Regions from separate parts of the Mus musculus genome. Here all the other regions are linked to region 5. The links are chromatin contacts, called in public Hi-C, HiChIP or PLAC-seq and promoter capture Hi-C maps. All regions are on one chromosome and are shown on one strand. The core of a region is the stretch at or near the end of the contact, and the rest is flanking DNA. Distances in the headings are between cores, read along the strand shown.

Evidence for each region. Promoter capture Hi-C pulls out the DNA fragments that hold promoters and counts their contacts. Hi-C and Micro-C count contacts between places; a contact is called where the count stands out from the background. HiChIP or PLAC-seq counts read pairs in DNA pulled down with a chosen protein or histone mark.
Region 1: a promoter capture Hi-C map of second pharyngeal arch cranial neural crest shows a contact between it and region 5, with 5 times the contacts expected there. The contact joins the enhancer-like site here to the promoter of Ppif in region 5. A contact is called at or near these places in 10 of 39 promoter capture datasets (the 3T3-L1 cell line, the C10 cell line, embryonic stem cells and 4 more), 1 of 15 datasets of contacts at CTCF or cohesin (large pre-B cells), 5 of 484 Hi-C or Micro-C datasets (the HL-1 cell line and embryonic stem cells), 7 of 115 datasets of contacts at active chromatin or transcription factors (the SCID.adh cell line, astrocytes, bone marrow-derived macrophages and 4 more) and 2 of 9 other capture datasets (embryonic stem cells and embryonic tail).
Region 2: a Hi-C map of cortical neurons shows a contact between it and region 5, with 2.7 times the contacts expected there. The contact joins the enhancer-like site here to the promoter of Ppif in region 5. A contact is called at or near these places in 2 of 39 promoter capture datasets (hippocampal neurons and liver), 1 of 484 Hi-C or Micro-C datasets (cortical neurons) and 2 of 115 datasets of contacts at active chromatin or transcription factors (embryonic stem cells and large pre-B cells).
Region 3: a Hi-C map of CD8 T cells shows a contact between it and region 5, with 6 times the contacts expected there. The contact joins the promoter of Slmap here to the promoter of Ppif in region 5. A contact is called at or near these places in 4 of 39 promoter capture datasets (the 3T3-L1 cell line, cranial neural crest, pre-B cells and 1 more), 2 of 484 Hi-C or Micro-C datasets (CD8 T cells and embryonic stem cells) and 2 of 115 datasets of contacts at active chromatin or transcription factors (both in embryonic stem cells).
Region 4: a contact with region 5 is called in a promoter capture Hi-C map of hippocampal neurons, with 4 times the contacts expected there. The contact joins the enhancer-like site here to the promoter of Ppif in region 5. A contact is called at or near these places in 13 of 39 promoter capture datasets (the 3T3-L1 cell line, 3T3-L1-derived adipocytes, cranial neural crest and 8 more), 1 of 15 datasets of contacts at CTCF or cohesin (pro-B cells) and 5 of 115 datasets of contacts at active chromatin or transcription factors (bone marrow-derived macrophages, embryonic forebrain, embryonic midbrain and 2 more).
Region 6: a contact with region 5 is called in an H3K4me3 HiChIP or PLAC-seq map of forebrain, with 6 times the contacts expected there. The contact joins the enhancer-like site here to the promoter of Ppif in region 5. A contact is called at or near these places in 10 of 39 promoter capture datasets (the 3T3-L1 cell line, 3T3-L1-derived adipocytes, the C10 cell line and 7 more), 2 of 15 datasets of contacts at CTCF or cohesin (large pre-B cells and pro-B cells), 6 of 484 Hi-C or Micro-C datasets (cerebellar granule neurons, cortical neurons, embryonic fibroblasts and 3 more) and 6 of 115 datasets of contacts at active chromatin or transcription factors (craniofacial prominence, embryonic forebrain, embryonic limb bud and 3 more).
Region 7: an H3K4me3 HiChIP or PLAC-seq map of forebrain shows a contact between it and region 5, with 3 times the contacts expected there. The contact joins the enhancer-like site here to the promoter of Ppif in region 5. A contact is called at or near these places in 4 of 39 promoter capture datasets (the 3T3-L1 cell line, cranial neural crest, liver and 1 more), 4 of 115 datasets of contacts at active chromatin or transcription factors (cardiomyocytes, forebrain, large pre-B cells and 1 more) and 1 of 9 other capture datasets (macrophages).

Annotation. Positions count from the first base shown.
Region 1 is chr14:24,997,842-25,000,541 of GRCm38.p6, reverse strand. No RefSeq gene overlaps it. Among named protein-coding and RNA genes, the nearest start is that of Gm41111, 17 kb to the right of the region's middle. Within about 2 kb of position 1,346, at least 36 of the 459 cell types and tissues checked have an H3K27ac peak or open chromatin away from gene starts, as enhancers often do. A contact at or near this core is called in hippocampal neurons and second pharyngeal arch cranial neural crest, where this site is marked.
Region 2 is chr14:24,910,542-24,913,268 of GRCm38.p6, reverse strand. No RefSeq gene overlaps it. Among named protein-coding and RNA genes, the nearest start is that of Gm41110, 21 kb to the right of the region's middle. Within about 2 kb of position 1,423, at least 29 of the 459 cell types and tissues checked have an H3K27ac peak or open chromatin away from gene starts, as enhancers often do. A contact at or near this core is called in cortical neurons, where this site is marked.
Region 3 is chr14:26,533,187-26,535,888 of GRCm38.p6, reverse strand. Slmap (sarcolemma associated protein) reads left to right here and starts at 1,265. Exons shown (of 23, transcript NM_001310445.1): 1 at 1,265-2,561. The coding sequence starts at 2,364.
Region 4 is chr14:24,730,811-24,733,510 of GRCm38.p6, reverse strand. The region is part of intron 1 of Gm31775 (a long non-coding RNA gene); the gene reads right to left. Among named protein-coding and RNA genes, the nearest start is that of Gm31838, 49 kb to the left of the region's middle. Within about 2 kb of position 1,365, at least 34 of the 459 cell types and tissues checked have an H3K27ac peak or open chromatin away from gene starts, as enhancers often do. A contact at or near this core is called in hippocampal neurons, where this site is marked.
Region 5 is chr14:25,692,906-25,695,605 of GRCm38.p6, reverse strand. Ppif (peptidylprolyl isomerase F (cyclophilin F)) reads right to left here and starts at 1,436. Exons shown (of 6, transcript NM_134084.1): 1 at 1,183-1,436; 2 at 103-133. The coding sequence starts at 1,374.
Region 6 is chr14:24,770,516-24,773,215 of GRCm38.p6, reverse strand. It overlaps Gm31775 (a long non-coding RNA gene), which reads right to left. Exons shown (of 3, transcript XR_874414.2): 3 at 507-686. Among named protein-coding and RNA genes, the nearest start is that of Gm31838, 9.2 kb to the left of the region's middle. Within about 2 kb of position 1,360, at least 50 of the 459 cell types and tissues checked have an H3K27ac peak or open chromatin away from gene starts, as enhancers often do. A contact at or near this core is called in cortical neurons, forebrain and hippocampal neurons, where this site is marked.
Region 7 is chr14:24,825,407-24,828,106 of GRCm38.p6, reverse strand. The region is part of intron 2 of Gm32008 (a long non-coding RNA gene); the gene reads right to left. Among named protein-coding and RNA genes, the nearest start is that of Gm31951, 3.6 kb to the left of the region's middle. Within about 2 kb of position 1,421, at least 40 of the 459 cell types and tissues checked have an H3K27ac peak or open chromatin away from gene starts, as enhancers often do. A contact at or near this core is called in forebrain, where this site is marked.

The sequences.
Region 1 (2,700 bases), core at 97-2,596, 690 kb after region 5:
CTAAGGTATTACTCTGCTGTCAAACATGTAGTCATCTGTATATCCTACTCTGAAGAAAGAAGCCTCAGTCACCACCATAACAATTCAAGTTCTCTCCATCAGTTGGGATCAGATTTCCTTGCCAAAGAAGTTATTTTAAAGCTTCAAGTTTCCAGAATGCTAATTTTGGACTTGTGGATTAATTGTGGTCCTATACCAGCCACTGCCTACACTTATTTCCCTATTTTATGAAATACACCAAGAGACTGAAACTATTATTATTCCCAATATAGATGGGGAAAAATGGAGGTTCAGAGACACAGAGCTGCTTGGCAGAGGCAGAACGAAGGGCTCGCCAGTGGCAGAGCTGGGTTGCAGCCCAGAAGTGAGCAACTTGCAAGCCTAGGTACTCTGCTGACTCGTTTGTCCTGCACCCCTTCCTCACGAGTGAACAGAAGCCGTCCAACACAGCTCAGTGGGAAGCTGACCTGTGAAACTATCTGGATGTCAGAGAAGAAGAAAAGAGGAAGAGAAAAGAAGATGGGAAGAAGACGATCTTTTAAGCAGAAGGGCCGGAGAGATGAGTTAGTTGCATACCACTTGTCTCACAAGCCTGAGGACCTAAGTGTGCAACCTCAGAACTCACTTAAAAAGCCAGACACGGTAGCCCTCACCTACAATCACGGCAATTTCGAGAGGGGAGGTAGAGACAGGAGGACCCTTGGAAGTGAGGGCTGCGAACTGGGCAGCCTGGTCTAGTCGGTGAGAGGACAGGACAGTGAGAGACCCAGCCTCAAGCAATGGTGCAAAGCCCACGAGGACAGCACAGAGCATTGTCTTCTGATCTCAGGATACATGCTGTACTGTGCACATACACTCACACCCACACTTGAAACTCTCCCTACACCAACCACACATGCACATAAGGTAAATCTAAAGACATTTTTTCCTACCAACTTGCTCTGAGGTCCGGCACCAGCATTATAATGCATGCATAACACATATGTACCCTTCCTCCTCAGCAATAGAAAATATTTCTATCCCTTCCCCCCAGTTTTTGCCTACAGAATTTTGACTGTTATACCAGCTTTGCTACTCCTACTTACAGAGGAAGGGAGCTTTTAATAGGCATTGCTTTCCTTAAAGAAGGAAACCAAAGCATGGTATTTTGGAAGAGCATGGGCTTAAGGCACGTGTGGAGACATTCCCAGCAGCTCCTAGCTGGCATTTCCTGGTTGTAGGTGCTCAGGATGTTTCCTCTGTTTTGGAGATACAGTGTAAAAAAGGCCCTTACTCTACTTCTCACTCCAGACGAAAGTCTCCGCCTGGGACAGACCTTTGAACTCTGTGCAGAGCATACAGGAAACTTGAAAGCTTATGGACTCTGGACTAAGACACAGGAGTCCTTGTTCTCTCTATCACCTTGAGAAAGTCCCCATCTCTGCAAGACACAGGACTTCTTCATCTGGTGTCAGACTACAGAGAGAGTTGACTGAGTGTGTGTGTGTGTGTGTGTGTGTGTGTGTGTGTGTGTGTGTGTGGTGTGTGTGTGTGTGTGCCAATCTAGCACTCAGTGTTCTAGGTTGGAGAAAGTGTTCAAAAGCACACTGCTGTATTTAGTATGATGAACGTAGCCCAGGGCTCTGTAAAAATGTGGGTTCCTAACCCTTCAGAGGACTATGAAACTCCCTATGCAAGCATTAGGACCAGAGCTTCGACCTTCAGAACTCAGGTTTAAGTGGGGAGGTACAGAGATGACTCAGCACTTACAAGTACCGATTGCTCTTGCAGAGGACCCAGGTCTGCTTCCCACCATCCACACCGTGGTAGTTCACATTCACCAATAACTGCATTGCAGGGGATCAGATACTGCTGTCTTCTGAACATCACAGACTGATTCACACACACACACACACACACACACACACACACACACACACACACACACACAGAGAGAGGGGGGGGGGTGCAGGGGTAAGGGTACGGTGGAATACAAAGCTGAAAGATGAACAGGGATACATCCTATTTCACTGTAGAAATGACTAGAGAAACAGTAGGAGTGAAGAAAGAATCCACATGGCTCAATGGTGAGCTGAGCGACCTGGGGCCTGGGAAGATGAGGCACACACCAGAGGCGGGGTAGCTGAACAATCTGGAGGGCACACCCTACGTAGCTTGTGCTGGCTGCCTTGCCGTGACTGGATGTGACTGTGGAGTAGCCTTGGCACAGCAGGTCCAAGAGCCAGGTGAGAACAGCACAGAGTTGTCTGACAGGCTTACAAGGCCTCACTCACAAATGTGTTTGGAAAATAACCCTACAGCCAAGTTAGAACGCTACCTTCCTAGCTCCTGAGACCCCAGGGAACTGAACCGTATCAGAGTCTCTGACCCCAGGCAGGAGGCTGCAACCTGGGGGTGGGGGGGGGAGAGGGGGGAGGTGGTACTGCCCGAAACTGCCCAAAGCCACAGTGTGTGTGTTCCTATAATCAGGAGGGCCTGCTCCCGAGCTGCTGGGAAGCTAACTCTAGGCGGTGTCAGGGTAATTATCCAAGCTGCCTGAACTTTATTCACAGCCTGACAAGGTACACTCCTGGGACTTGTCACTGTGGTTAGTCGGGGGGCGGGGACCTGACATAAGGCTGATTAGGGAGTGTTTTACACAGCAAGAATCTCTCTGATCTTTAGCCGAGGAGACCCCCCCTTCCCATCTCATAGGAGAGA
Region 2 (2,727 bases), core at 174-2,673, 780 kb after region 5:
GAGAGAGGGTGCAGGCTTCCCCAGAGCCAAGAAGAAGGGACAAAAAGTCAACTGGTAGAGCCCTGGGCTGTGTGAGACAGGAGGAGACCATAAGAACACAGTACCCCTCAAATCATGGTAGCTTAGGCACAGACCTCAACACCTTTGTAGAAAGCACTCCTCCTCCTCCACAGCATCCTCTCTTGACTGCCCTGGGAAACCAGAGGGGAAAGACAGATGTTCATTTATCCCTTTGGCTGCTGTAATGAGATCCCACAAAGATTAGCTTCAAACAACACATATACACAGTCCCACCACTGTGGAGGATACAGGTCCTAGCAGGGTTGCTGATGAGGCTATGCTTACTGTAGCTCTAGGGAGAATCCTTCCTGGCTGCTGGTGCCTGGTGTTCTAGGGGCTCTTCAGTTGGGAGATGCAGTACTCCATCATGCCCCATTTCCATGTCTCCTCTCTAAGCGTCTCTATGTTTTCCCTCCTTGTTGTCCTGTGTCCACACTTCCTCTTCATACAAGGAGTCAGTTAGACTGACTCAGTGTCCCATTTAGAGTCAACATTTTAACTGACTCAACTCTATAAGACCTCAACTTCTAGACACATCTAAAAACCTGGGGGTGTCAATGCACTTAGTTAGGGGAGACATAACTAAATTTATAACTACATAGTAAGAAAGAGAAACATACAGTGTCACCTGTCACCTGTCACCAGGCCACCCATGTGGTCGGGAAAGTAGCTCTGAAGCAAATGTGGACAGAGCTTGTGCCTGGTCTACACTGATGGCTCACGTATTGAGAAGGGGATTATTTCTACTCTTGAAAATGACTGAGAGGTTCCAGAATGTACCTCAATGTCCTTGAGGGGTGGCTTCCTAGCCAGGCATATGTGTAAGCATTCAAGGGCAGCAGAGAAAGCTGTATCTTATTCTCACCTCCAATATGCCATTATATACCCAAGATGTATCTGGGGGCCAGGCCTGGGGCAATCAGTGTGACATAGAGTAAATAAAACCAAGCAGGGGAAAATGAACTCAGGAGGTAATGACCTGGTAGCCTGTGAGAGGAGGAGGGGTCTGGTGGACCCTCCCTCGGGATGGGAGATTCTGTCCAGCAGCAAGATTAGGGCAGAGCCTGTATGAAAAGATGCTCAGGGGTCTGACTCAGACCAGTTCTGGGCACATCTTTTTCTTGACCCTCCAGGGAAGTCTGCATCCCACAGAAGGACTTTACTACTCTCTCCCCCTACACACACACACACACACACACACACACACACACACACACACACACACACACTGGACAGCGGATGTAGATTTTACGTGTGTCTGCAGAAGGCTAAAACTGTCTTCAACCAGAGCCACAGTGATCAGATGCTGTCTCAGACAGGGATGCAAGCATTTCCTTAGTTGGAAGAACTTGGGCAGACTGTGCCAGAAGTGGCTTATAAATAGACCGCTACCTCCTCCCTCCTTCTCTTCGCCCAGGCTCCTGGTCCCAAGTCTTTCTCTCCCATTTGGCACAGTCCCAGGTGGGTTTTAATTAACAGTCCTGCCTTCTCTGCTGCGCACATCCAGGTTTGCCCAGGCCTGGAAAACACTTCTCTCTCTTTCTCCTCTGGCTTTGGGGCTGAGCGGAAGCTTTTTGGAATCTTTAGACAATCTTAGAAATAGAATGACATCTCTCTCCTGTGGCACCTCTTGCCTGACAGGAAGGAATGTGTGGAAGAATGCTACCTACCCTCTGTGAAGGGGTGGCCTTCAGCCTTGGGTTTGGCAAAGAGGCCTTTACTCTGTTGGGCATCAGCCTTCATTAGAATACAGTGGGTTCCCCAAAGTAATGGAGAGGTCTGTAAACAGTGCCCTGTGCCCGCCATTGCCATCTCTAGCCCCCACAAACAGATTGTGTCTCTATCTAGCCACCTAATGCATCACTGTTCCCCTTTCAATTTAGTGAAGCAGCCTCAGCCGAATTGGACATGTGCCATTCTCACCCATTACCAGTAAGGGTGACCACTGTGTCAGTCAGTTCTCTGCTGTTAGAACAGTTCCCGAGACAAAACAACATATAAAGAGAAAAGGTTTCTCTTAGCTCATGCTTTAGATGTCTTACTTTGGGCCTGTGGAAGTCTGTTGTGGTGGGAACATATAAAGGAACAAAACCACTTGAATCGTGGGTAAGAGAGAAAGGAAAAGAGAGGGGTTTCTTATTCTCTCCAACTCCAAAAATAACCCCTAATGACATAAAGGTCCCTTACTAGGGGGACCTCCAAAAAGGTGCCACCTCCTCCTAGTTAGCTCTATGCTGAGGACTAACCCTTCAATTCATTGGCCTTGGAGAAAATTATAGATCAAAACTGTAGCACCCACCTGCACTACTGAACCTTTCCCACCTCTATGCCTCATTCCCTTTATAATCTGAACACAGGCATCTCTGCCAGAAGCATCTCTTGTGCCCATCCCTGTGTCCCATCCCTGTGCCTTCATCTGCTCATTCTTCTCAGGGTACCTTTTTCAACCAGAACAAGAGCCTCATTTCCCAAGGGGAAGCTGCTGGCGAACAAATGATATTTGTTGTGCTGCCAAGGGAAGGGGCAGCTTGGGATAAATTAAGTTAGAGGGCCTTGGATGCCACAACCCCCAGGACAGCAGTGAGACATAGCAGTAGACTTAATGCTCTCAAGATGCTTGCTCGGCCTCATCTGACTCAGTGGTTCCCAGGCTTTATCCCCAAAACA
Region 3 (2,702 bases), core at 16-2,515, 840 kb before region 5:
TCTACAGTCTTTCCTAAGGTTTTCTTTCAGCTCGAGCCACGGTTTTTTCTTCTTTGGAACAATGACTCCATACATACTGGTCTTTCTCCTCGCAATTCCCAGGCTTAACACAGACTTCAGGATTGTTGGTTGGGTTATTCTCTGTATTTTCCTATTAGTAACTTTCGACCTTGACCCCTCTTTGGAAACGTGTTTTAAAACTTTCTGGTCTCAAGTAGGGTGTGGTGGCGCACACCTTTAATCCCAACACGCTGGAGGCAGTGGCAGGTAGATTTCTGAGTTGTAGGCCAGCTTGATCTACTTAAAGGGCTCCTGGACAGCCAGAGAAACCCTGTCACTAACCCTACCATTACCCCAACAAAATCCTCCCCCACTCCAAAAAACCCCCCACAACTTTCTGTTCTCCACGTTAGAACCCACGAAGGAGTTCTGAGAAACATAGTCGCATCAGTGAAAAGGACAGGAATTTGGGATGGAATTCATAAAGCCCGGTGAATTAGCAGAGGGAGGAAAGTCCTTCAGGTGTCATTAAGTCTAGGGACTTGTGGAATTTGGTCATCTGTAGAGCAGTGGTGAGTGACTCAGTTGCCCACAGCTACGATGACTGCTAATGAGTATGTCCTTTGCATGGAATTATTCTCCGCACGTGTTAGTATTTTCAGTGAGAACTGTAGTAAACACACTTAGTACACGTAGGTACTTGTAGGTACTTTCTTATTCATATGTTGCCGCTGTGTGTGCTTTTGAAACATTCAACCCCTCAAAGTTTCTCTTGCCCTTAACCAAAATGGCCCTTAAGGTTGTCTGGAGCTTTGAAGCTTCTGGCCCTTAACAAAGATGGCGCCAGGGGTCATGTTAAAAATAAGCTTGCCTTCTTCCCTGCCAGTGACAAACATGGCTTCCACGGCGTCAATCACATGATACCCCCTATCTACGGCACGGGAGCCGGCGGAGGAGGGCCCTTGAAAAGGGTGCGCGTTCCCGTGGCGGTGCACCCGGTAGGTTTCAGTCAGAGTCACTATGGCGGCCAACGCTGGCAAGGTAAGCTGAGGCGGCGGCGGAGGTGGTGGCGGCGGTGGCGGCAAGGGAGGAAGGAGCCGACGTTCCGTCCTGGCTCCGGAATCCCGTAGCCTGAGCAAGGAGAGGTCGCCCGAGGTCGGAGGCAGCGGCCGGGGACTGGCGGGGGCTGGCTGAAGGGGGCGAGGGCTGAGGCGAGCGGGCGCCGGTCCCTGACTGCCGTTTGTTTTGGTGTCTCCCCGCCTAGGTCGGAAAGTTTCCTGCCTCGTCCGCCACCGCCTGAGCTTGCCGCACTGGCTGCGAGTGGAGGAGGCTGCGGCGGACCCAGCCCCGGCCTCCAGGCCTCTCCCTCCACCTCCGGGCCAGCCTCCCTCCCCCACCCCGTCGTCCTGCGGGAGCCGCCAGTCCCTGCGATGCGACCCTCGCGAGGACGCTCCTGAGGGGAGGTGGCCCATGTGCTGAGCAGCAGAGCCCGAGAGCTCCGAGAAACCAACTTCCCGCCGGCCCGCCCGTCGGCCCGCTCGCCCGCCCGGTCGCCCGAGCCTCCCCGGGGTAGCTCCTCGCTCTGTCCGCACCGGCCTGCAGAGCCGGGTCCCCGCCCTGGTCGCGGGGACACCCGTCAGGTGCCCGGGACTCGCGACCCAGACGCCGCCCGTGCCCCGGCAGCCCTCCCACGCCTCCAGCCCGGGATCGCAGCCTCGGCTCACGCTGGGCCGGGGACCCCTGCCACTCCCGGGCGGCCTCGGCGCAGCAGGGCAATGCAGCCCGGCCCGCTGGCCCTCTAGTCCTCCTCGTCCGTCCCCGCACCTCTTCTCAGCCCCGAGGCCCCGCGGTGGCTGCCCGGAGGTCCTCCGCGCCTCTTCCTTGAGCCCCGAAGGACCTTCCTGGCTGCGCGAGTCAACCCTCTTCATGCTGCAGTGCTGCACCGTTTCCGCTACCGAAGGGGACAAGCGGCCGGGATCTCAAACAAAACACAAGAACTGGTGTGTGACTCATCTGCTCGGATACCTCCTGTCCCCAAACTGTCTTCCAGGAGTTTTCTTGGCCGAAGCTGCCCAATGTTTGAGCCTTTTCTTCCTAGGGAAGATGGACTGAAAGCTGCTAGTTGGGGACTTTTTTTGGTCAAGGTGCCTCTGTATTTTAAAGGAGGTGATGGGGCTTGCGCTGGCTTGTCCTCCTGCCCAATTGAAGAGTTGTTGATGTTCACTGGTTATGCTTAGACAATGCGCAGTTTGTTTTAATTTAAAAATTTTGGGGGGTTAGGGGGTGTAGGCTTGAGAAGAGCATTCCGAACCTGGAGGAGCTCCTCATTGTCCCTGGTCCAGACACCCCCCAGCCTGTCCTCGATGCCGTCAGCCTTGGCCATCTTCACTTGCCGCCCGAACTCGCACCCGTTTCAGGAGCGTCATGTCTACCTGGACGAGCCCATCAAGATCGGCCGCTCGGTGGCACGCTGTCGACCAGCGCAGAATAATGCCACCTTTGATTGCAAAGTGCTGTCAAGGAACCATGCCCTCGTCTGGTTTGATCACAAGACGAGCAAGGTAATGTCGCTATAGTGTTTGACAGTCTTTCCTTTCCTTTCCTTTCCTTTCCTTTCCTTTCCTTTCCTTTCCTTTCCCTTCACCTTCTCTGAGAGGTGTAATGTATGCAACGATCTCAGGGTTTCTTCCCAGAGGACACTT
Region 4 (2,700 bases), core at 116-2,615, 960 kb after region 5:
CCAGCCAGGACCAAAACAGATGACTGTCCCAGTCCTAATTATGGGCTCTAACGAGAAAACGGCAAAATGGTATCCATCTTGTTCAGTTTTTGTCTCTAGACGTGGGCTGACAGGCTGGTGCAGCGTAAGTAGACTGAGAGAAGGGAGAACAGTTGAGAACACTTGCTTGCCTTTGCCAAGGACCCAGGCTTGGTTCCCAGCCCATACATCAGTGGCTCACAACCTCCTGTAACTCCAGCTCCAGGGGATCCAACACCCTCTCCTGACCTCCACAGACACCTGCTTGCATGTAACACGCATACATGCAACCAGACACACATGCATACACATGAAATAAAATAAGTCATTTTTTAAACGAGTGAACAAAGTGGATGGGAAGAAGCCAGTGTCTCTCAGCTTTGACACTGTTGGGTTTAGGGGTGAATAACTACGAGCTGTAGGGGTGTCCTGGGTGGCAACATCTGGGTCTCTGAGGCCCTCCAGATGCAAATGTTCATCTTCTATGCTATCACATCCAAAATTGCCCCCAGGACCCTCTCTCACATGTAAAACAAAATCCTAAGCTTATGTCACTAACTGAAAGAGGAACCCCAATATTTATCTATATGTCCAGTGGGCAGGGGTTGTCCCAGCACCAGAAGCTCGGAAGGGCAGAAAGGATGCTGAGCAGCTTCGGAGCTCTGTGATGAGAGGGGAGAATGGAGTTGGCGTTGGGTTGGCCTGGTGGTGGTGGTGGTGTTGGAGTAACGTTAACAGCAGACCACAGACCACAGGGCAGGCATGACTGAGAAGGTGAGAGGAGATTCAGACCAGACACCAGCCAGGGACAAAATAAAATAAAATAAAAGCCCAAGGCTCGGTAGATTGAACAACAGAAATCCCCATGCAGTTCTTGGATTCTTTGACAGGTGGCCTTGCAAAGCTGCCCCCTCTCTCAGCTTTGAGGCCAGCTCCGTGAAGTGTATTCTCCCACCCAGGAGGGCTGTGGATCAAGGTGGTCTTAGCAGATCTTCTCGGATGAATTAGCTGGTGACATTGAAGCTATAAATCAGCTTTCTTATTATCACACACACACACACACACACACACACACACACACACGTGTGTGTGTGTGCACTTCCCTACACTGATTTGTTTGTTTCTGAAAAATCCTTTCCACCCACACTGAGCTGGGATTACAAGAGATAGGACTGACTCAGCCATTTCCCTGTCTCTAGCATAAAAAGCTCTAAAAAGAATAATTTAAGCTTCTCTGGAGTGAGGTCATTTAATGAATCTTCTCAATGCTAAGAGGTTTTATATGCCTTTTTAAAAACCCTCCCCCAAGCACAGGGCTATGATATTACCTTGGAGAGCCAAGAGATGGAGTGATACACGTATGCACAGCACACTGGGAGGAAGGAGGTGGTTTCCTTGGCAACAACATCCATGTTCTGGCTTCCCTTGGCTAAATTGGAATATATTGAAATATCTGCTTTGGGCGCCCCTCTCCCTCTCTCTCTCGAAGGGAAATGAGTGGTTTTCCTATTCCATAAGCCTGCAGCTGGGGAGAGATGTTCTGTGAGTTTGATGCATCTGAATGGGGCTAAGCAGCCTGAAGGCTGGCAAAAGTCCTCAGCTTGGCTTTGCAAAACCCAAGCCATACTTCTTTGAGCCAAGGGGAGAAGAAAAAAGAAGCAAAGGAGGCCTTACCCTTCTAGTCCAGACGAAAGCCTTACCCTTCTGGTCCATCTTAGGCTGCCTGCATACCTGCCTCTCTGGTGTGTTTCTGGGCAAACCCAACTTTACAGCCTCCAAAATCTGTGTACTATGTCTGCAATGGACAGAGGCTGGAAGGAAAACAGTGGTCTTCAGATCAGATCTGTTCACATCCTTGCCATAGGAACACAGCTACATACCCAAAGCAGGGTACCCACACAGAGAGGATGATAGTGTCATGTCTGTGGACTTGAGTCTTCGGCCTGACTTAGCATAAGTTCTGTGAACTCTATAACCTCAGTTCCTTTTCTGTAAGGTAGATGCAGGCATTCTTCCTCCAAGGGTCAGATAAGGTGAGCTGTACAATCCCTGGCCCCTTGGAGACATTTCATTCTGTTTTCTTCCTCGTGTCAAGAAGTAAACAACATTCTATATCTTTCCAATAAGGGAGATTTACCAGAAGGAAGAGAGTGTCTTGGAGAGCAGGAGAAACTTCACCCCAAGAGCCCACGTCTCTTTATTTGCATAGCTTTGTTCATAGGGTGCTATTATAGAGCTCAGATGGCCAGACTGGGAAGAGTTTGAATAGAACAGAGAACAGATTCAGGTATAACTTGAGAGCCAGCCACCAGCCTCAGAGGGAGGGGGACAGGACAGGACAGGGCCAGACAGGAGAATGGATAGGAACATTAGCCTTCAGCAGGGCCAAGGAGGACTAACAATTAGAAGTCAAAGTTTGTCGAGGAGGCCAGCTGTGTGTCCCTGGGACATGGCCTAGAACATGGTTTGTTCTCTCCAAGACTCAGGTTGAATATTTTTAAATTTTTAATTGCAACTATTTTGTATGGGAGGTGATGATATGTGTCAGGGTGGGGTGTGGGTAGGGGTGGGTGTACATGCCAGAGTATGTGTGTGGAGGTCAGAGGACAATATTAGAAAAGTAGTTCTCTCCTTCCATCATGGTCAACTCAGGTCATAAGTCTTGGCAGCAAGTACCTTTAC
Region 5 (2,700 bases), core at 187-2,686:
CAGCTGTGCTTAGGTTGAGACTCCCATATGGTCATAATCTAAGTCCTAACTCCATGCCAAGCCCACCAGCCTTGCCGGGCTCACTTTCCACGTAAGCCTTACCTGCAGTCTTTGGCACGACATCTGCCTTTAACTATGGTGAAGGAAAAGGAACAGAAAAGGATGGTCAGTCCAGAAGCAGGTGCAAAAAAGATCCCCCTCACCATTCACACCCAGAGGCCAGGGCATCATGACAAAGAAGAACAGGGCCATTCCCTTCCATGACCACCAACCCTCCTCGGAACTGCCAAAGCCACTATCGTTTCTGCCAGCTGCTTCCTGAACCCAACCAAAGCTTGCTTGAGACAGCCTTAGTTTCTTATCCGAAGAAACTAGTGCCATCCTGGCCCACTTCCGGGACAGAAATGTCAGCTGGAGGCCCTCGGCATGAGTCCCTGGACCAAGAGTAAGTATCACATTAGAATTAGCTGACCTTCCTCAGTGCTGGGGGAAACTGAGGCTCACAGAAGGGAAGGAGGGGACCGTCATCCAAGCCTGCCTCATGCCTCTCAACTTCTCTTAAGAATCCCTCTTCACCAAACAGAGTTGGGGAGGTACTCCTCATTTTCCAAACGAGGAAAATGAGGCATAATAAAAAATGCCAGCTCCCCTCCCCCAGTAGATCGGCAGTCTAACTGGTACCTTTGTTCAAAGCAGAACAGCCTAAAGGCTCCTGGGATGGCCTCCTGATAACCTTGGTGTCTGTTTCCTACTTTTCTTTTTAAGGGTCAAATCTCAGGGAATGGAGAGGGCTTGGGCAGCCAGAACCTTCTCACTTGCATTCCCTGTGTCTCCTCTTAGGCAACCAGGCCTTGGGGGCGGATCCGGAGTGCGCTCAGGCCACCACGTGAGCACCTGGCAACACCTGGACCTCAGCTACCCACCCCAGAGCTCTGGGTCCAACCTCGGACGCAGAGGGTCTAGGAAGCCCAACGTCGGTCCAGGCCGGTCAGTGGGCTGTCACTCAGTACGATCTGACCTTGACCTTTTCCTCCACACCCCCCAGGGTTTTGAAAAGCCCCGAACGGACCAAGCTGATGCCGCCTCTTCTGAGAGAGGGAAACTGAGGCTCAAGGTCACCTGATGTGCCAGGCACAGTACAGGGCCCGGGAAGTCCAGGTTTTCCAAATGTCCAAGCCTCACCTCCAGCACCACGCGGCCGAGCGGCTGTCCATCGGCGCCCACGTCCAAGTACACGAGCGGGTTCCCGGAGGAAGAGTTCGCGCCGCGGGCTCCGCCGTCGCTGCAGGTACGGGTCGCGGAGAGGAGCAGCGGCGCGGAGCGCGGGCCGGAGAGCAGACCGAGCAGGCGGGGGCCGCAACGCAGCGCTAGCATCGCTGTCGCGGGTCGGGCGAGGGCGCGCGGAAGAACTCAGAGCAGACACAGGCAAGGTCGTACGACCCAGGAAGCGATACCTAGGCCGCGCGCCGCCGCCTTTATTGGTCGGCTGGCTTCGAGACCACGCCCCCCTCCACGCCTCCGCCGCGCCCCCTCGGAACCTGTTCGCTAGCGTCCCCTGCCGGTTGCCGCTGGCAGCGTAATCGGCTCGTGCGTTGTGCCCCGCCCTCCATCCCTACACACTGAGCCGGAAGTCCTTTGAAAGTGCTTCTAGATCAAGAGAAAGGTTGATCCTGAGATTCAGAAAGACGTGGGGGGGTGTAGGTGGGGGAATCTGAGGTGGCTCAGAAAGGGAGAGATAACAGAAAGAACAGAGAAGCAGAGATACAGTCTAAGACACCCACAAGGTGACCTCAGGCTGCCGGCTCCAGGGCTGAGTTTGTCTCCTTTTGCTTCTAGAGACCAGATCCTCCGCCAGGACTGAAAATACAGTTTGCCGAACCAATAGTGCATCTGCCAGGCCTCAGTCCCAGCCCACTCTGACAGCCCTTGTCTGTTCCCACCACCTCCAGCCAGGCCAGCAGAGTGCGGGGCTAGATTTACACCCCCTGGAATGCCCCCTAGATTTACATTCACCTGGAATAAACTTCCTTGCCAACTGCACCACACCTGCAGGTAACTTCCTAAGCAACCATTCTCTAGGGATGCCAGGAAGTTGGCAGTGTGTGATATAAAAGGAAAGGAGCCTGCAGAAGAGCCACAGGCAGGACTTTAAACCCTGGTGCACTGGGCACAGCACCAGCCTGGGAATCAAATGAATGCCAGCCAGCGAGAGCATGTGAGCCAACACAGTTAGGAAACTGAGGCTCAGAAAGAGAAAAAGGCTCTAACTAGGGCTAGAAAACCCTGGTTCCCTACTGCTGGATTCAGCCAGTCCTGCAACCAAGGAAGCGATGAGAAATTACCCTGCTTTCTACTCATACCTGTTCTGAGGATAAACAAACAAGAGAGAGAAGCATTTGTTAACTGTTAAATGCTGTTCTGTGTTCAACAGCGATGGGCATAGCCTAGACTGTGTGCTCAGAGCATAGCGGGGAATCTCCAGTGCAAGGTCCCAAGGTCCTGAGAGGCGGGAGCAGGAAAGGAGCTGAGAGCCTTAGGAGCCGGGGAGCCTGGCCTGTCCCACCCAAGATTCAGTTGGGGGGTGTGTGTGTGTGGAGAAGCCATGCTGGTCCAAGTAGTCTATGAAATCAGGGCATGCTCCCCGCCTCACACATGGCAGCCTGAACCCTCTTGTGATGGTCCACAGCTCTCTGCTTTGTG
Region 6 (2,700 bases), core at 111-2,610, 920 kb after region 5:
ATCTAGCGTACAGGGATCCGTAGGTTCTGTCTCCAGTACCACATGAAACTGGATGTAGTGGTATTCTGGTAATCCCATTTCTCAGGAAATAGAGGCAGGAGGATCAGAAGTTTACAGACTCATCCTCTCTTCCATAGTAAATTTGAAGTGACCCTAGTCTACACGAGACCCTGAACAAAAACCAAAGAACCTTAAAAATAGCTGAGAATATAGCTCAGTGGTAGATCATTTGCCTAACATAGATTTAATTCCCAGTTTCACAGAAACTGCAAAGTGGTACTTGTTTTCTTTTGTTATCCATGATGCTCTGGGTCCTCTCTGGGTCCCGACTGGATACAAAGCTTGGCAGAGTTCAGGCAACTGTTTAAAGTGCTGCAGTGTTCGCATATAGCCTGTCAAACCTTCCTTGGCACACAGAGTCAGATGCCTCAGTGCTCAGTGCTGTGGGAAGAGCTACGACACTGTGTTTTTTCCAGAAACAGTGAGGACAAAAAAGACAACCCATGTCCAGAGTAGATCTGACGTTTATTCCAAGTATGTTTGCTCCAGAATCAGTTGACCTTGGATTTGAACCCACAGACAGGGAAAGGGACACATGCTCCTTAAAGAGGAATCCTAAAGATATCTTCTGTGCCCACAGCGGAGGGTGGAAGTGGTGAGGCCAGTTAAGATGTCCATGGAACAATCTAGGGAAATGACAACCTTAGATTAGGCTAAGAAGTAGGCTTCCAGGAGAGAAGTGGCCATTGCTCATGGAAAAAGTACCCTCAGACCTGTGACCTGTGCAGCAGGGGTGAGGCGCTAAGACCACAGTGGAGGCTCTTTGTTTCACTTCCCTGAGTGGAGAAAGCTCAGCTGGGCAGCAAGCCAGGTGTGGAAAGAGAAGATGAAGCCATTTTCTGTTGGGTGTAGCCCTCTGCTTAGAGCAGAGATGTTAGCAAGGTTCACACAAATCACACAAGGCTTTCTCCAGCTTCCGGAGCTCTGGGCGCCCCTTGTCAGGAACTGACTCCCAGTGGGAACTAACAGAGAAATAATGGCTAATATTTCATCAGCGTGGCAGGAAGATCATCCCATGTTTCTAGAAACATTAAAAAAGAGACTGAGGCTTTGGAGGGAGAACAGCCCTGATTCTCATTAGCAATTGCAAATAAGAGTGCCCAAACACTGCTTGCTCTATGAGGCTTTTGTTTGTCTGCAAGAAAGAAAGTACCTGTTTCAGAGCCAAGAGACCCTGAGCTAGCACTCAGGAGCCTGGTAGGACCCTGCTGCTCACTTGCTCCCTTAGAGTCTCTAAGCAGCTCAGCTTCTGAGTATGTTGGAGGAGGAGGCTGAGGGACTCTTCCATTCAGAGGTGGGCATGAGTCACTTTCTGCAGAACATGGAGTGTTCTGCCAACTCAAGAGCAGATTCACCAACATGGGAAGGGCGTGGATGATATGTCTTGCTATTTCTGTGGAGTGCTCTCTCAAGACCTGAGCCCACTACATTCCAGACTCTATCCTGGACCACAATGGCTAAGATTCACAGCAGCAGGCACTATTGTAAGCTATTTGTATTTAATCCTCACAATAGCTCCAGGATATGGATACTTCCATATGCCTGGTTTAGAGAGGAAGAAGGTAAGCTGAAAGGAGGCAGATTCAGTTGGCCGAGTGAATCCCACCGCCCATCTGCCCATCTGACTTCCTGCCTATCTTACTTTCCAACACTCTTACCCTCACCTTGTCCTGCCTCTTGAGACCTGTGAGTCTCCAAAGGTCTTTCACACACTCCCAGCTGAAGTTTGGGTGTAAGCCCAGAAAAGAACTGAGGTTCCCAAAGCCCCCAAAGACCTGGGTGCAAATCCTGCTGCTACCACTTGGGGACACACAGCCCTGAGCATCTTTTGGCTTACGTGGGTATTTTTTTCAATTGATTGTGTTCTAGCATGACTTGTGCAGAGAAAGAAGGTTGGTTGAGGAGAAGCCAGGCTCTGGGGTGGGCCAGATGCTCTCCCACCAGCCTCCTCTCTGGCCACTCACTAAAGGGATCCTCAGGCTCCTTGAAATACTCTGTTCCCCTCATGGGCTTTAGTCTTTGTCTCCCAGCCTCAGGCCACCTCTGCTAGGAAGCCCTCCATCATTCTATGCCTTGAGTGCTCCTCTCCAGGCATCCAGGGCTCTCTGGACCTGCCATCCATCTGGAAATACAGCACACAATGGCTACCCGATATTTCAGGGTATCACAACTTCTGCTGTCACTAAGGGTAGGAGGATGACGATGGTCAATTTCTTCAGCTTGCATTCAAAACATCCCCCTTCCCCAGTCTTCATGCTCTGGAGAAGCCTGTGACCTCATTTCTGTAACCTCCCCCATCCATTGTCCCTATGCACACACAGGACCTTTGTCCAAACCCACTTCCCAGCCCCCCACCCAGGGGCCAGGAGGGGGGGTACATTCTGAAATACAAGGATATTCTTGCCAAACTGCCCTGGGGACAGTCCTTGAAAGGGAGACCTGAGGCCAGGCAGAGGGGTCAGGTTACTAGAGAGATAATCTGATTATATCCAGTCAATGGGGGTGGGGGGTGGGGGTGGGGAGGGAGAACCAGAGCCTTGAGCCTGGAAAAACTGGAGAAATAAACCAACCAGGAAGCCCCAAGTGGGGACGGAATGCAGAAGCCAAAAGTCCTGAGTCGCCCTTTCCACTTCACCCTCA
Region 7 (2,700 bases), core at 172-2,671, 870 kb after region 5:
GGGAAGGAAGGGGTCCTATCCAAATACTCCAGCAAGCCTGGGAATGCTGAATTCATTCTAGCCCCAGCCTGGTTGCTGTCTGGCCCTTGCCATCAGCCCCTGCTATCTTCCCAGACTGGAGACACAAGAGCTCTGCAGCAGACACCCATAGTGGATTAACTAGCTGAGGCCCAGCACCACTGCGGCAGCACTGCAGTCAGGATGAAATAGAGCCCTGGAAAGCCAGCAGAGCCGAGCCCATAAAGCATTTCTCTCAGCCCAGAATTGCCTGGTGCCTGTCACAGGAGGAAATGACTGCCTAGGATACAGCAGACAGAATGGGAGAGGAGAAACTGTGGCTTCTCTTGGCCCCTACTACACACTGGAGGGTTTGGGGAGGGGGAGGGGAGGATCAATGCTAGGCTAGACAGGAGCCAGATGTAGTTTTGTAGATTGCAAGGGCCAGAGAGAGTAATATAGGTCCTATTTGCAGCTGTCTCCGTTAGAGACCTCAGGCACTGGGCACATTTTTGTAGGAGAGCCCCATGGTGCTCTCCTAACAGAAGAGTTAGGACTCTGCTGTACTGATATGTCCATCAAACCTGCCTCCTTGGGGAATGTGGTGCCTTCCAGAGAGAACAATGGGCACTCAGAGGAGGGGGGGTTGTGCGCGTGCGTGCATTTGTACACATGTGCGTGGTCTCCCAGACACCGCCAAAGGAAGAGATCAATTTAGAGAATTAGAGGCCAGCCCACTTTGCATGGCTTCTAGGAAGCATGTTCGGTAAATAAGGATTCAAGAGATGAGATGTTTCATCGTTCAATTAATTTTAGCCTTGGATCTCAGGCGGTGGGGTTGTGGGGAGGGTGCAGAGAGAGTAATCAATACCAAGCATTCAGCTTGCTAACACGAAGCACATTTCATACAAAGCTGGACATTTTTCTCCTTGTCATACAGAATTATCTTAATTATCGTTTCAAGGAAGAGCCTTATATAGCATCATCTAGTAGTCCAGGAGGCGGCTCAGAAACTCGTCACAGGAATAATTTATGATTTTTCTTTCTAACATCTTGGTCTTGTTTGATATGCTTGCCATTTCTCCCTGACAGGGAGGTCGATTAAATCACATTTATATTGTAAACGTATGCATTGCTTTTTACCCAAGGCGCTGGATGAAGAGATACAGGGGCCCCAAGGGAGGGAGAAGCCAATCCACTTTCATATTGCAAATTTCTGCTGTTTGGAAGAAATGAATGGTTGCCAGGGAGAGCTGGGAATTACTTGGGGATGCAAATGTTATTTTAGAACCCTTTGGAGAGGGTTTTTTTTTCTCCCTCCCCCACCTCCTCCAGCATTTTCCCTTCTCAGGCTGTTAATAGAGGCCAGTCTCTAAGCAAAAGCTAACGGAATGCACTTCACGGCAGGCATTCTTGGGGGATTGGCCTGCACCAGATTTCTAGCTGGCCGACCTCAAGCAGGCTGCCTCTTGGCCTGGAGGCGGGGTGGCAGATGCAGAAAGAGAAAGAGAGAGAGAAAAAGGAGCTATTCATATTTTTGCAAAGGCATTGCTTCCTCCCACCTGATGGAGGAGGCCACTCTGGAAGCTGGTGGTTGGGGACATGGGGGAGGGGCTGGTGGTGGGGAGGGAAAGACAGCAAGACGAGGGGAAAGGTCATTAGCAGAGACCAGGAAGAAGTGACGCCAGGCACCATCATTAACCTAACCGAACTAATTAGGAAACATTCAAGTTTTATAAATTATGCAAGACGCTCAATTTATACTTTTTCAAATTCCTACCATAACATAGATAATGAGGGAACATTTACAGTAACAGTGTAACCTAATCAAGAAACCCTTTCATTAGCATGAAATCTTCCAACACGGTGTTTGCGAGCACAACAAACGGAATTATAGATGCCAGGGGAGGCCGGGGCTGGGGGCGGGGAGCTGGATTGTGGGGAGGAGGGGCAGGGGTTGTCTTTTGCTTAAGTGGCAAGGCCCCTAGCTCTTAGAAGTCATCCCCTCCCATCCTCAGCATGAAACGGGGCTCTCTTTGCATTCAGTCTTGCCAAAGGAATGGAAAGGTCTGGAAGGACCTTCTGACTTACTATACTCTAGATGATTTACAACTACCTCCTCTGTCTTGGCCCTCTAATCCTGGGAGACAGATAACTACAGCATAGATCAGCCTTTTCCACAGGCCTGGTTTTTCCCTGCAGAGGTCAGAAGTCAAAGTCTGCTGAGGCTCAGGCTCCATGAATGCAGATAGATGCCGTCCACTGCTATAACTTTGCCTGATGGTTCCGAGTTCACCACTGGTAGATGGAATACAGTGAGCACGGTCCAAGAGCTACTGGGGAATCCCAAGACTCAAAGAGATTCTGACATATCACCCGATTCCCAGATCAGTAAAACCAGCTGGAACCCACAAGAGAAATCCATACCAATAGGGCATGATGGTAAGTGCCTGTTATCATACCAATGGGAAGATAGAGGAAGGAAGACTGGGAGTTTCAGTATCAGCCTTGTCTACATTTCATGGTTGAGATCAGCCTGGGCTATATGAGAGCCCATCCCGAGGGAAACACCTTGCCTGCTAAAAAATGAAGAACCCTTTTGAGGCCTTGGGGAAGGGGTAAAACCTTTGGTCTCTTCTGCTGCTGGCTTCTCTGTACCAGTGGTTGAACAGAGGTCCCTACTATTTAGTGTAGTCTGCTATC